2 separate regions of the Sus scrofa genome follow, and region 2 is linked to region 1. A link is a contact called in public Hi-C data. All regions are on one chromosome and are shown on one strand. Each heading gives the region's core, a stretch centred on a gene start, on an enhancer-like site or on the middle of the called end of the contact. The rest is flanking DNA. Distances are from core to core; before and after follow the strand shown.

Region 1 (7,236 bases), core at 1,385-3,884:
GCTCAAGATTCTTTAAGATCTTGAGTCAAACTAAGTTTAAAGAGAGTTTAGACATTCAGTTCAGCCGAGTCTAATTTATTTTCCCCAAGCTGAATGGTCTAAATTGAGTGCTGTCAGAAAGTGAGAGCATTCCTGCGGTTGGATAGTGCAAGAAATTGTATCTAGACTGAGGTCAGCTAGAGCAAAAAGGCTACAGCCGAAAATGGCAAAGAGAAGGCGGTCTCGCCCATTAGCCAGGATGGAGGCGCGGGGGTGGGCGTCATTCTTGCGGTTTGGGCAGTGACTTCCTTCCCGCCTAGATCCAGATGTGACTGCGGAGAGGTTCTTCTCGGTCTTGGTCCATCGCGGGCACAGACAGGCTCGTCTGATAGTGGTGTCCCCCAGGGGAGAAGCCCCAGTTGGGCTGATGGCTGTGTCTCTGGCCAGCTCCCCAGGCCAGGAGCTGCTTTCCCATGAGACCCTGTAATAAAGGTACAGTAATGGCATTGGCTGGGTACAGACCAGCTATCAACGCAGCATATTGTATAGAGAGCTCACAAGCCACTTTACTGCATAAGAAAATGTGACCTCTTGTGAAGAAGAAATTTTGAATCAGGTAGAAATGGAATCTCTTTAGTCAAATGGTGTGTCATGATTTTTTTTTTTTTAAAGCATCTTGAGCAAAGCCAGGCTTAACAACAGCCTGAGCAGTGAATTTCAATTAGGTTAGAGAAGCGTGAGTTTAATAGGTCCAAGTTAAAGTTAACGGTTTAGAAATACACATTAAAAATATTTATCCAGCCCATGATTGTCACAGGATTTTCCAAACTTAAACACTGGAGTTTATCTCAAAGAAAGTGATCAATGTAGTTAGTTAAATCTATCAAAATTCAAAGAGGATGTGTCAAAACACAGCATAAATAGAAATGAAAGTCAGACATCTAATTTTAAAAAGTGTTTCCCACAAATATGAAAAATAGAAACATCGTTAGTATTTCAATATCTCATACACATTACTAGAAAGGCATTAAAACTTCAATCAAATGGACAAATGCGTAATCAAATGTATACAAATTATGACAAACAAGTGATTGATAAAGATTTGGGAAAATGCCTGGCTTTGCTAACAACCAAAGTAAAGTAAGTTAAACAGGAATAATATACAGTTACAAACAATCACAGAGCAATAAAAAAGTATAATTCTATGTACTAAACCATGAGTGATTTTTTAAAAAAGGAAAATGCCAAGCAATCATGCATGCTTGTTAAAATGAATTCCCTCTTATTCTGTTGGTCGGCTTACAAATTGTCCCCACATTCCTTAAAACTAATTTGATTTCTACAAGTGTAACCTGAGATATTATTTCAAAACACAGGCTTTCTACCCAATACGGTCATGGCCATAATATTTAAAATGGAAGAAAAATTGAAAATAACTCAAAGAGTTAGGATGAAACATTTTATGACTTTCTATAAAATGTAATGTTATGGATCACGATGCCATGGAAGCGTTTCTTTAATATTTGTTTGCAAGGAGTTCCCGTTCCCGTCATGGTGCCGTGGTTAACGAATCTGACTAGGAACCAAGAGGTTGTAGGTTCGACCCCTGGCCTTGCTCGGTGGGTTGGGGATCCGGCGTTGCCATGAGCTATGGTGTAGGTTGCAGACGCAGCTCAGATCCCACGTTGCTATGGCTCTGGCGTAAGCCAGTAGTTATAGCTCCGATTGGACCCCTAGCTGGGAACCTCCATATGCTGTGGGAGCGGCCCTAGAAAAGGCAAAAAGACAAAAAAAAAAAAAAAAAAGGAAAAAAAAGGAAGAAAAATATTTATTTGCAAAAAAGAGACACCATTGCATGATCGTGGTTGGCCTTTAAGTTAGGAAGGTTTTTTCCAAGGATAGTTATTAGCTTTTCTCATGAGAGTAAAAAGAGTAATTTTTCATCTCTTATCTAATATGATGGCAAACTGCTGATTTAAAGAACGCTCAGTTTCTGTTTCTGAGGATTTTTTCTCAGCATCGAGGCCAGTGACTGAGCCCTCCCCACCTTGAGCAACGAGGCTCTCTCTCCAGATCAAGTCACATATTCAGAACAGTTTAAAAATAATTGTAAATGATTCACTGATTCACTGTGTAGAGCAGCTTGTAATTCTTTTTCTCCGACATATGTGGAAATCCTTCTTTTGGAGGAAAAATAATTTGGTCTTTATTATTCCAACAGAGAGTGAGGGTCTGTCATGCATGAAAATGTCACTGTATTTTAATAACAGGATCTCCCTTTTGGTATCAGCAAGGGAATTAATTATTCATGGCGCCCACTGCAATAAGACGTTGTTCTCATCCTGTGCAAAGTATGGGCCTCAGCGTTGCATTATCAATCTTCCCTATTTACGGGCCTACAGTGCAGAAAGCAACTCCCCATAAAAATGCTGAGCGCTCTGTCTTGTTCATTTGGAAGGATCTGGAAAATGGTCATTCAACCGAATGACGATGGTAATGTTACAACTTTATGCGGCATTTTAGAAATGATCACGTAAATTTGGGGGAAGTCTGAATCATGAACGCAGGTGTTTGGAAATGACTACCCATTCCTCTGAGCCTAAGAGTGAGCCTGTGTTCTAAAGGGCACAGGTAGGTGGCTCCTGGGAGTTCCCTGAGGGCTGAAAATGCCTGCTGTTTCCTTCTCAGCATGCTTCCTCTGGAACCTTGCTGCTGTGAGGCTCCAGTCTCATGTGTCAGTGTCTCCACCGTCCTCCCACCTTGTCTCCAGCCCCAGCACACACACAGGCTGATTTAGATCAGGAGACATGCGCACTCCTGCTAGGCCAATTAGATTCCCCATCCAGGGACTCTGGAATTTGAGACTTGGAGACAAGTTGGCATGCAGTGTAGACCACTGAACGTGTACCCTCACTTTGATCTTCAAGATACACACAGGATGACCAAATGGCCCAGCAGTTCTCTTCTTAGGTGTATGTGCAAAAAATCCTGAAATACTACTCAAACCAGTACACGTTCCTAGCAGCATTATTCACAGTAGCTGAAAATAGAAACAACCCCAGTCCATCCACAGATGAATAAATAAACAAAATGTGGTGTATCCGCACAATGAAATATTATTCAGCCATAAAAAGTACATTATACAGTATGGAGAACCTCAGAGTATTATCGCAATGAAAGAAATCAGTTACAAAGAGCACATGTTACAGGGTTCAATTTACATGAAATTTCCAGTGTAGGTGAATCCACAGAGGCAGAAAACAGATTAGTGATTGCCAGGGGCTGGGAGAGGGGTATAGGAGAATGGCTGCTTAATGGGTATCTTAGTCTTTGGGGCTGCTGTAATACCGTCGCCTAGACCCTAGAGACAACAGAAATTTTTCTCCCACTTCTGGAGGCTGGAAGTCCAAGGTCCAGGTGCTGGCAGATTTGGTGTGTGGGGACAGCCTGCTTCCTCATAGAAGGCTGTCTTCTTGCTGTGTCCTCACGAGGTGCGTGGAGCAAGGAGCTCTAGGGGGTACTGATCCCGTTCATGAAGCTCCACCCTCACGACCTAATCCCGTCTCAAAGTTCCCACCTCCTAATACCATACCTTGGGCTTTAGGTTTAATATATGAATTTGGGGGAGTGGGGGACACTTTACTTAGTCTATAGGAATGGGTATGGGTTTTCTTTTGAGATGATGGTGTGTTTTGGAATTAGGAACAGGTGGTGGTTGCACAACATTGTTGTGCTGTTGAATACGACTGGGTGATGGTTATGCCCTGGGTGCTGGGTCAACACCACCAGGCTCCTTGAGGAGGACTGGGAAGGTCCCATAACAGGAGCTTGGCAGAGCCTCAGCATAGGCCTTTCTGTGTTCCAAAGGGCAAGATGAAAATGATCATTAACAGACTAAGAGACCCTCCTGTTGTCTCAGGCTTTCAGCTCCTCTGGGATTACTGTCTAAAGCACCCTTTACCCTCAGGTGAATCAACCCCTCAGGGCAGCTCTTCCTTTTGAAATAATAATTTTTAAAAACAGTGGTCGTTTCACCTTACACCAGTCAGAATGGCCATATTAAAAAGTCTGCAAATAACAATGCTGGAGAGGGTGTGGAGAAATGGGAACCCTCCGCACTGTTGGTGGGAATATAGGTTGGTGCAGCCTCTATGGAAAAAAGTATGGAGGTTCCTCAAAAAAACTAAAAACAGAGTTTCCACGGAGTTCCTATTGTGGGAAAAGAACTCAGCTAGTATCCGCAAAGATGTGGGTTTGATCCCTGACCTTGCTCAGTGGGTTAAGGATCCAGCATTGCCATGAGCTCTGATATAGGTTGCAGATATGGCTTGATCTGGCATGGCTGTGGCTGTGGTGTAGGCCAGCAGCTACAGCTCCAGTTTTACCCCTAGCCTGGGAACTTCCATATGCCACAGGCATGGCCCTAAAAAAGCAAAAAAATTTAAAAATAATTTAAAAAATAAAAATAGGAGTTCCCATCATGGCACAGCAGAAACAAATCCTACTGGAAACTATGAGGTTGCAGGGTCGATCCCTGGCCTCACTCAGTGGGTTAAGGATCTGGCATTGCTGTGAGCTGTGGTGTGGTTCACAGATGTGGCTCAGAACCCGAGTGTCTGTAGCTGTGGCATAGGCTGGCAGCTGTAGCTCCGATTGGACCCCTAGCCTGGGAACCTCCATATGCCACGGGTGTGGCCCTATAAAGCAAAAAAAAATTTTTTTTAATTAAAAAAATAAAAGAGTTGCCATATGATCTAGCAATCCCGTTCTTGGACATATATCCAGACAAAACCATAATTTGAAAAGACCCACACACCCCTATGTTCATAGCAGCACTATTCACAATAGCCAAGACATGGTAACAACCTATGTGTCCATTGACAGATGACCGGATAAAGAAGATGTGGTGCATAGACACAATGGAATGTTACCTGGACATAAAAAAGAATGAAATAATGCCATCTGCAGCAATATGGATGGACCTAGAGATTATCATACTGACCGAAGTAAGTCAGAAGGAGAAAGACAAATACCATATGAGATCACTTATACATGGAATCCAAAATATGAAACAAATGAACTTATCTATGAAACAGAAATAGACTCATAGACGTAGAGAACAGTCTTGTGGTTGCCAAGGGGGAGGGAAGGATTATGAGTTTGGGATCAGCAGATGCAAACTATTGCATATAGAATAGATGACAACAAGGTCCCACTGTACAGCACAGGGAAGTGTATTCAGTATCCTGAGATAAACGATAATGGAAAAGAATATATGAAAAATGTATATATATACATAGCCAGAAATTAACACAAGTATAGTAAATCAACTATACTTCAATAGCAATGTGTTTTAAATAGTGGTAGTTTAACTACTCATGGTGGTAGCTTGGGCTGATATTTCAAGTGATCTGTCTCATCCATGGTTCCTACCCATTTGTCAAAGCAGTGTTGCAAAGCCTTTGGCAAAACTCACCCAAATTGTGTAGGGCATCATGAAATGTAGAAAATTAGTCCTGGTTAAGGGAGATCCGGATGCATTTTTACACATGTAAACTGGACCACACTGCTCACCCTCTAGGCTCCCTGCGATGGCTTCCCCTTTGTGTGGACTGAATATTCATGCTTTCACAATTCATGTGGTGGAGCCTAGTCCACAGGGTGACGTTGGGGGTGGAGCCTTTGGGAGGTGACTAGGGTGAGGTGAGGCCCTGAGGCTGGGGCCCTGTGATGGGATTAGTGCCCTTGGATACCAGCTCCCTCTCTCTGTTTTCTGCCCTGTTAGGATCCAACAGGAAGATGACCACTGGCAAACCAGGAAGAGGGCGTCTACCAATACCCTGCCCTGCTGGCACCCTAATCTGGACCTTAGGCCTCCAGAACCATGAGAAAGAAGTTTCCATTGTTTGAGCGCCCAGTCTGCAGTACTAGAGCAGCCTGAGCCAGACGCCTTCCACTCAGAATCATCTACCACTGCCCACAGCACACTAGGCCCCCGGTAGCCCGGCCTGGCCTACACCTGACTTCACGCCTGCTCTGGACCCTTCAGCCAGCTCTCTCCTTTGAGCACTGGCTGGTTCTTGCTCCATGAGCCTCCTCCCTCTCCTCCTGTTCTATCAACACAACTAGAAGGTCACACTGTGTTCCCCAGCTCCTGACAAGCTGTGGCTGAGATCACACCTGCTCTGGACCCTTCAGCCAGCTCTCTCCTTTGAGCACTGGCTGGTTCTCACTCCCTCTCCTCCTGTTCTATCAACACAGCTAGAAGGTCACATTGTGTTCCCCAGCTCCTGACAAGCTGTGGCTGAGATCCAGTTCTCTTCTGCTGCACATACATCCCAATGTGTGATATTTTTCTGTTCTTCTGTGCATCTTGTGTCTCCTGTGGGGCCTACTGGTCAGACATCTGTCCGTTTTGCTTTCTGTATGTGCCCAGGGTCTAACAGAGCAGGTGCTCAACTGATATTCGCTGAGTGGATGCGCTGAGCAGACGCTGAAATAAGGATGATGAGAGCTTCACAAAAGCCCCTCAAGGGGGTGACCAAGCCAGAATCTGAAGTCATAGACCTAGGGATGACCAGAGCTGGAAGCAGCTTCAGATCTGCCAAGTTCAGCCAAGGCAGCCACAGCCCAGAAGGGTACAGGACCTGCCCCGGTCTGTGGCTGCTTGTGCAGGACCAGGCCTGGGAGAGAACCTGGCTGGTAACCATCTCCCACCCCCCAGCTCTCCATGCTCTTGCTTAGAAGTGACATCGTCTTCTAATAAAACCATTTGGATGAAACAAGAACTCCCCATTGGTGGCCTCATCAGGAGTGGACCTCAGCTCCCTGCCCCCTCTGCCCACAGTCACTGGGAGAAGAATCTAGGGAAGGAGGTTAATCATAGCTTTTCTGCCTCCACAGCGTCCTCTGCTGGAGCACCTCCTACATTCCTTTCCGCCCTCTGACATCTTGCCCAGGATTTTAACCTTGGATATGCCCAGAGCCCAGAACCAAACTCATTGCCTTCTTAGGAGGTTTCTCTCCAGTTCCAAACAGCCCCTCCTTCTCTCTCTTCCTTCACCTCCTGATCTTGGCATACTCTCCAGAGCCCTGCATGAATTCTCTCCTTTTCTTCCTCGCAACAGTTTCCCTGGGCAATTTCCTCCACTCCTCGCCTTTACTTAACACCAGAGCTGATGACAAATGTCACTCTGGTCCAGAACTCTAGCCTAAGCTCCAAACCCACAGAGAGAACCATGTACCAGGTCACCTGAC
Region 2 (7,236 bases), core at 2,343-4,842, 410 kb after region 1:
TGCACTGCTTCCACCTTTCCCCGACGTCTCCAACGGGGCGAGGATGCTGAGGAATGCAGGCCACGGCCTTCCGTGCAGAGAGCGCTCCCATCCTGGGCCTGGCGCCTCTGGAAAGGAGGGTGGAGACCGAAATCCAGTGGGTGGAGGGCTGGAAGCATTTGAGGGTGCCCTCGCTCCGGGCTGACCCTCCTTTCAAGAATTCCCAGATACCGCTTAGCTCCTGGCACAGGGATCTCCCCGTTGCCTCCACTCCGGAGCCAAAATAAGAGACAGGTTTCCTAAGCAACCAAGGAAACATCTCCAGAGAAGGGAGTCATTCTGTTTTGAAGTGTTTTGAAATCTTATCAATGGTTTCCACGGAAACCCAGGGTGATGAATCGAGGCCTTGCTAGGTAACCTGCAGAAGAGGCACAGGGGAAAGGTATTTGAATGCACCGCAGGCTTGGATTCATTGTTTATTAAGGCAGAAAAGCATATTTCACTCACATCTGACATTTTAATTTTATTGTTGTATGTACAGTAACTCCTTGGGGATCTCAGCATTATTCGGATCACAGAGTTTAAAAATTATGGAACTTGGAACTCACAGGAGAGTCAAAATTTTAATTAATGTCATGCGTTATCCTTTGGGAAGTAGCCACTGAGCTGCCAACATGCAGTCAGGACAGTTTGTAAATCAAACCGCCACAGCGTCTCCAGAAGAAGTGATGAAACGACACAGTAGGTCAGTGAAAAATGACCCGAAATCTTGATGTTTCATACAGACCACCCTCACTGCGACCCTATCTTGCCAGTAACTTCTACCCCATTTACCAGGCCAAAAAAGGTCTGGCCAGTCTTAGTATCCAGTGCATATTGGGGTTTATTTTAATTTATTTTATTTTGCATCCATTGAGATCACTAGGTGCTTGCGTATGCCTTCTGCAGGCAGTATTTTTCTTTTCTTTCTTTTCTTTTTTGTCTTTTAGGGCTGCACCTACAGCATATGGAGTGTCCCAAGCTAGGGGTCTAATCAGAGCTGTAGCTGCCGGTCTACACCACAGCTCCGGCAATGCGGACCCTTAACCCACTGATCAAGGCCAGGGATTGAACCCATGTCCTCATGGATGCTAGTCGGGTCATTAACCTCTGAGCCACGAAGGGAGCTCCAGCATTTTTTTCTTGCTTGGTCTATGATCGTCTTTCAGGACCCACTCCTGCATCTCAGACTCATCTTTGCCCTTGTTTACTGTGTGACGATTTAGGAAGTTTCCGTACAGCTCTGAAGACAGCGCAGAAGAGCAGTGATGGAAAAACAAAGTGCACACAGCTGTTCTCTCAACCTTATGTTACCACGTCTCTCCAGAAATATCTTCTGTTCAGTTGAAATTAAAATTTGCACTTCAATTTCCTGGATAATATCTTTCATCGTCATGGTGCTATAAGGATATTTTATATACAGTGACTCTCTTTCCTATTTTCCTTGGCTTTTGTCATTGGGATCAAATACAGTTGACTCCAAGCAGAAGCAGATGAACCTAACTGTATATCACGTTGACCTCATAACCACATAGAAAACGAAGCGAATTCAAGTGACTTTTGGAAAGTGTATTCAGATTGTACATCCTCCGGTGGGATATATTTTAAGGACAAAAGAATCGCAAAAAAAAAGCTGAATTTACTGAGGTTTGTTTTCAATAATGATATTGGTGCAATCATCACATGTATTCTAGGACTTGGCAAGTGAGTCAATACACATGTTGGAAACAAGGATTCTTAAAACACGGATTCCTGCAGTGATGGGAGGTAAGCTCATGAGAGATGTGGGAATGGCAGGACAAACCTTCCGATGCTGGGTTGGAAGTAAATACCTCATCTGCATGAGCTCATCCTTTCTTTAAGAAACATATTTTGAATCTCTTTCCATTGAGCAGATATGGAAAGAATGACACAGCTGCAGTAAGCACACAGAGTACCCCGAGTTTGGTTTCTAAGGACCTTTCTCCTCCACAGGGAAAAATTACTGACTCCAGGCCTGGAGCAGGGAAAGTACAAGGCCAGCCTGGATTGTCTTGGTGTCAGAAAGAGGGAGGTGCCTGAAGACCAGCTGGAGCGTGTGAAAATAGCCTCTCACTGAACAAATTTGGAATGATTTGGGTGGGAAAAATTTTTGATTATAACACATTGAATTTTTTAAAAAGTATTTATGAATCTAAAATAATACTTTTTAAAAAGAGGTAAGGGGACCAGTCTTTTTTAAGAAATAATGCCAGCTAATTAATAGAGATGCGTAAACCGCTAGGTAAGAGGCTTTTGAGGAACAGGATATTCACGCCATCTCAAAATGTCACTTCAAGGTTACTTACTAAAGGACAACGTATATTTTGAAGTGGTAACTCCACTTCACCAGGAATGGAACAAACTCAAGTTCATCACATATGTCGCCTGATGGGGTGCCGTGCTCCACGCGCATCCATGCAACACTCCTGCCAAAAATGTCCATCCTCAAACCCGTCACGAGAAAACCATGTCCCAAACTTTGGGCTCCTGGTGGGGAGGGGGCGGAGGGTCCAGCCTGGTCGCTTCGAAAATATCCGTCATGAAAGACAAGAAAACAATGGCTCCTTTAAATGAGAGAAGGTGAAAGAGCGGTGACAGCTGAATGCAATTTGTGCTCTTGACTGAATCCCGGATTTGAAAACAATCTATAATTGGGGCAGTTTGACTATGGGCTGAACATTAGAGGATATTATTATATTAAAGGTAAACTTCTTGGGTGCAGTAGTGGTATCCGTGGTTATAAAAGACAAGGTCTTTATTTCAAGTATTTAAGAGAAGCATCAGGAGACCTGCAACTTCCAAATAGCAAAAAATCTAAGGGGAGGATATAGACACAGACACAGATACACACACACTTGCACATATAACTACATAGACATATAATACCTGCGGTACAGTATGCCTGTATGTATATGACACATGCAGAGAAAAAACGAGGCACAAAGTGACTTGAAGCATCTGTGTGCAGATTAGTCTTTCAACTTTGGTTTGGTTGGAACATTTTCAATACGAGAAGTGTGGACATTTGGGGGAAAGTTGAAAACTGTTTTATCTTTCTTCTCCTCGATGCAGCCTCCTGCGGGTCGGAGGGAAGGGAGGTTTTCTCTGTACTCAGATCCGCAGCCAGCTGGTGCCCGCCCTCAGGTCGGCTGAGAAAGGACAAGGACTGGAAGAGCCAGAGGTGAGAAGCTTCTAGGCGTGGACTGAACTGGCCTCCTGCACCTCTTGGCTCTATCCTGTCCCCCCCCTCCCCCAACAAACCACACATCAGGTGTGAGTCCACAGAAGGCACACGGGGCAGCATTGGGACGGTGGCATCACTGGTTTCCCATCCTGAGAGTCCTTGAAGATGGGCACAGGTGCAGAGGGCAGCCCTGCTCACACACACCAGGAGAGCCTAGAGGCCAAGAAGCCCAGCCCTCGAATGCACAGACCCAGTGGGTCTTCGGGCACCACTCAGGGTCTGGACTCAACTCTAAACCCTCTGCTCAAGGCAGAAGAAGGATGCGGAAGCAGCCGCAAGCCCACTTGCCACAGAAGGAGGACGCGAAGTCTCCTCCCCGAGGGCCCTTGGCTGCCTTCCTCCAGGCCCGTGTAGAATCTTCATCCCCAGTTTTCAAATTTTTTTTCGTAGGACCCACTGGATCCAGGCTACAGTTTTGTCCTCCAAGGGGAGTGGGGGTCAGACAAGCCCGCCTCTTCCTCTTTCTTCCAGCAGTAGCTCCTCCTTAGTGTCCAATAAGGTGTGTATTCAAATCAGCAACAGGGCGGTCCTCAAACGCCTGCCCTCGGTCTGAATCCGAATGCAGGGCTCGTCCATCCCCCACCCAGCGACCTGAGGCCGTTCTCGCCCCGCCACTAGTCAAGTCAGCCTGCCTTGTGCTGACGGCTCTCTTGAGCAGGTGTGAACTCACAGTGGTCTCCCAGTGGCCCCCAGGTTTCGCTCCCCGTCTACGATCCCTTCCTGGGACGTCTGCAGCCCCCTGTGCCTACTCCCTCCCTCTCAATATGAAGGTCATGCCAATTTCACAAGTTTGACAATTTTGCGAAGACATGGACTTTTGATGGTCCCCACCCCGTCCCCAGCTCCCGGTCACACCCACCAGCGGGAGGGCCTCCTAGACGAGCTGATTGCTTTGCCTCTGCTGTTACCCTGCACATCAGGTCAAGGTCAGGCACACTGAGGACAGCACAGCCTCCCCAGGGGCCAGGGGACGCTCAGAGGAGCCTGGGCCCCGTGGCAGCTGGTCAGGATCTGGTCTCAGGCGAAGTGACCTTGGGCCATCTTTATTTCCACACACGTGGTGGACACTGCTGTCTGCCCTTCGGGTGATGATGAAAGCTCCCAGTGAAATAAGTGTGTGAAAGGCCGTTTGAAAACGCTTCCTTCTCTGCAGAGAGGACGGTAGTGGAGTTCCCCTTGTGGCTCCATGGGTTAAGAACCTGACCTTGTCTCTAGGATGCAGGTTGGATCCTGGCCTTGCTCCGTGGGTTTAGGATCCTGCATTGCCACAGGCTGCAGTGTAGGTCAGAGATATGGCCCAGATCCAGAGGGGCGGTGGCTGTGGTGTAGGCCGGCAGTGGCAGCTTGGATTCAAACCCTAGTTCAGGAGCTTCCATAGGCTGCGAGTGTGGCCCTACAAAGAAAAAAAAAGATGGCCATATGGCCATATGCTGGAGTGCATGCCTGTCTCTGGTGGACAGCAATCCTTCATCAGATGTGAGTTTCCCTATCGCGTGAAGCCGTCCGAGGAACCCGCCTATCGGGGACAATTTGCAGAAATGCTTCAGCGGCTCGGCACCAAAGTGGTTTGACACCGACAAGGAAGCGTGTTCTCCAGGTAACACGGGCACCTCCAGAGCACGCTGCTCTCTCATCTGTCTGGACCTGGCTGCTTGCTTTTCTCAGAACAGGTATCTCTTCTTGCAGAGGAGCTGCTGCTTTGAAACGAGACATTCAGATGAAGCCCTGGAGAGCCCCATATGGCCGTAGAAAAGAGGAGAAAACGTGCTGTTATAAAGCACCCAGCTTGCTCCCTCCAAAGTCTCACTTCTTCATTTCGGAAAGCCTATGCCAATGTGATAGAAGCCCTGGGTGGCCATCTAGAGCCAGAATTTGGGGCTGCACTGACACTGTTTCTTAAAGCCCTGGAGTGGAGCTGGTAAAATCTGGACGTCACCAGCCACTGGAGGATCCCCACACTGAGAGGATGATGAGCTGGGCACAGGTCAAATGCCAGCTGGGACTGATATTGGGGAAGCAGGACAGAAAGGGATTTTAAGTTAAGCAACAGGAACGGATCAACGGTATTAGGCCTTGTCAGAGAAAGAAAGCTTCAGGTCGGGCAGAGAAATCTGGGCTCAGACCAGCACAAGGCCCCGCATGAGGGGAGGGCAGCGTGGCTTGGCATTCTCGGTTTGCTGCCCAAGAGTAGATGATGGAGCTCCCCAGACTGGCCTTGTTTCAGTTCGCTCTGGACGGAGCAGCATCTGTCGTCCAGCTGCCCTGGTGACCAGCCTGCAGAAGAATGAGGCTGTAAGCTGAGATGTGCCACCCCAACCTTTCAATAGGCACGTCTCCCAGGATTGATGGATAAATCATCAGGTTTATACATCAGCCACTGTGAGTCGAGTTAATTTGTGTCTGTCCTTGAGAGACAAAACTCTCAGGGCCGTACCAAAATCAGATTTCTAGAAACCAGAGGCAGAGAATTTATCCAGGTGAGAGCTCCCCAGGGGCACCTGCTTGTGTGGCCAGCTCTGCAGCCCTGGAGGCCAGCTCACTCGCCCCTGAAGCTCAGTGTCCATGGTCACAGAAGAGTCATTTCTAAAGAATAACCGATCACATTCCCAATTCTCTTTGTGCATATCTGTGTTTTCACTTTGCTCCCCGGGTCAATGTCTCCTCTTATTTCCTCTGCGAGCCCAAGCAAAGCGTTTGATGCACGCCGATTTCATATGTGGATGGTGAATTTTGCAGTATTTTGACTGAAATGCGTAGGTATCTATGAGGGCAGAGGCAGAGTGCATATGAAAACCCTTTAGGGAATGTGCTTTCTAAACACAAGAGGATCGTAGTGACCCAGTGGGATCCCATCATAACACTGACCACACCCGGGACTTGGATCCAAAAGCACTGCGGGTCTGCCAAGGGCTGTGTGGTTACAAATTAGTTTCTTATTTATTTATTAATCTGCTTTTTAGGGCCGCTCCCGCAGCACATGGAGGTTCCCAGGCTAGGGGTCAAAGTGGAGTAACAGCTGCTGGCTTACGCCACAGCCACAGCAACATAGCGTCCGAGCCTCGTCTGCGACCTACACCACAGCTCACGGCGACGCCGGATCCTCAACCCACTGAGCAAGGCCAGGGATCGAACCGTAACCTCATGGTTCCTAGTTGGATTCGTTTCCGATGCACCACGACGGGAACTCCTCACTCAGTTTCTTGTACGTGCTCTCACTTTATCCTCGCAACACTCTAAGGGGGCAGGGCAGGGGGTGGCAGGAATTAGGGTTAGAATGTTGTGTCATTGGACCCAAGAATGGCTTATGTCTGACCAGCCAGGGCTTTTCCTCTCTTTTTTCCTCTCCTCCTTTCCCCCTTCCTGCATCCATCCCACCTTCACGCCCCCCTGACTTTCCCCACCCCAGACAGAGCAGTGGGCTCCTGTGGGAATGAAATACAAAAGGAACAGCAACAGACGGGGGTCAATTATTAAGACTTAGTACAGGAGTTCCCATGGTGGCTCAGCAGTTAACAAACCTGACTAACATCCATGAGGATGCAGGTTCAATCCCTGACCTCACTCAGTGGGTTAAGGATCCGGTGTTGCCATGAGCTGTGGTGTAGCTTTCAGACACGGCTCAGATCCTGTGTTGCTGTGGCTGTGGTGTAGGCCAACAGCTACACCACAGCCTGGGAACCTCCATATGCCTGGGGTGCGGCCCTAAAAAAAAAAAAAAAATTAGCACAGAGCAAGTGTGGGAATCCACAGACCAAAAAAACAAAACCAAAAACAAACCTCAACCTAAGCCTCACACCTTATATAATTAATTATATAATTAATTATATAATTAATTCAAAGTGGCTCATGGATTTAAATGTAAAATTTAAAAATTTTAGCAACATGGATGGACCTAGAGATTATCAAATTAAGGAAGTCAGACAGAGAAAGACAAATATATCACTCACATGTGG

Evidence for each region. A called contact is a pair of places that touch in the nucleus more often than the background predicts.
Region 2: a contact with region 1 is called in a Hi-C map of omental adipose tissue, with 2.0 times the contacts expected there. The contact joins two enhancer-like sites. A contact is called at or near these places in 1 of 5 promoter capture datasets (liver), 22 of 47 Hi-C or Micro-C datasets (adipose tissue, alveolar macrophages, brain and 13 more) and 1 of 2 datasets of contacts at active chromatin or transcription factors (skeletal muscle).

What each region holds. Positions count from the first base shown.
Region 1 is chr15:134,709,332-134,716,567 of Sscrofa11.1, forward strand. No RefSeq gene overlaps it. Among named protein-coding and RNA genes, the nearest start is that of ARL4C, 91 kb to the left of the region's middle. Within about 2 kb of position 2,635, at least 1 of the 83 cell types and tissues checked has an H3K27ac peak or open chromatin away from gene starts, as enhancers often do. A contact at or near this core is called in omental adipose tissue, where this site is marked.
Region 2 is chr15:135,116,694-135,123,929 of Sscrofa11.1, forward strand. No RefSeq gene overlaps it. Among named protein-coding and RNA genes, the nearest start is that of SH3BP4, 120 kb to the left of the region's middle. Within about 2 kb of position 3,593, at least 5 of the 83 cell types and tissues checked have an H3K27ac peak or open chromatin away from gene starts, as enhancers often do. A contact at or near this core is called in omental adipose tissue, where this site is marked.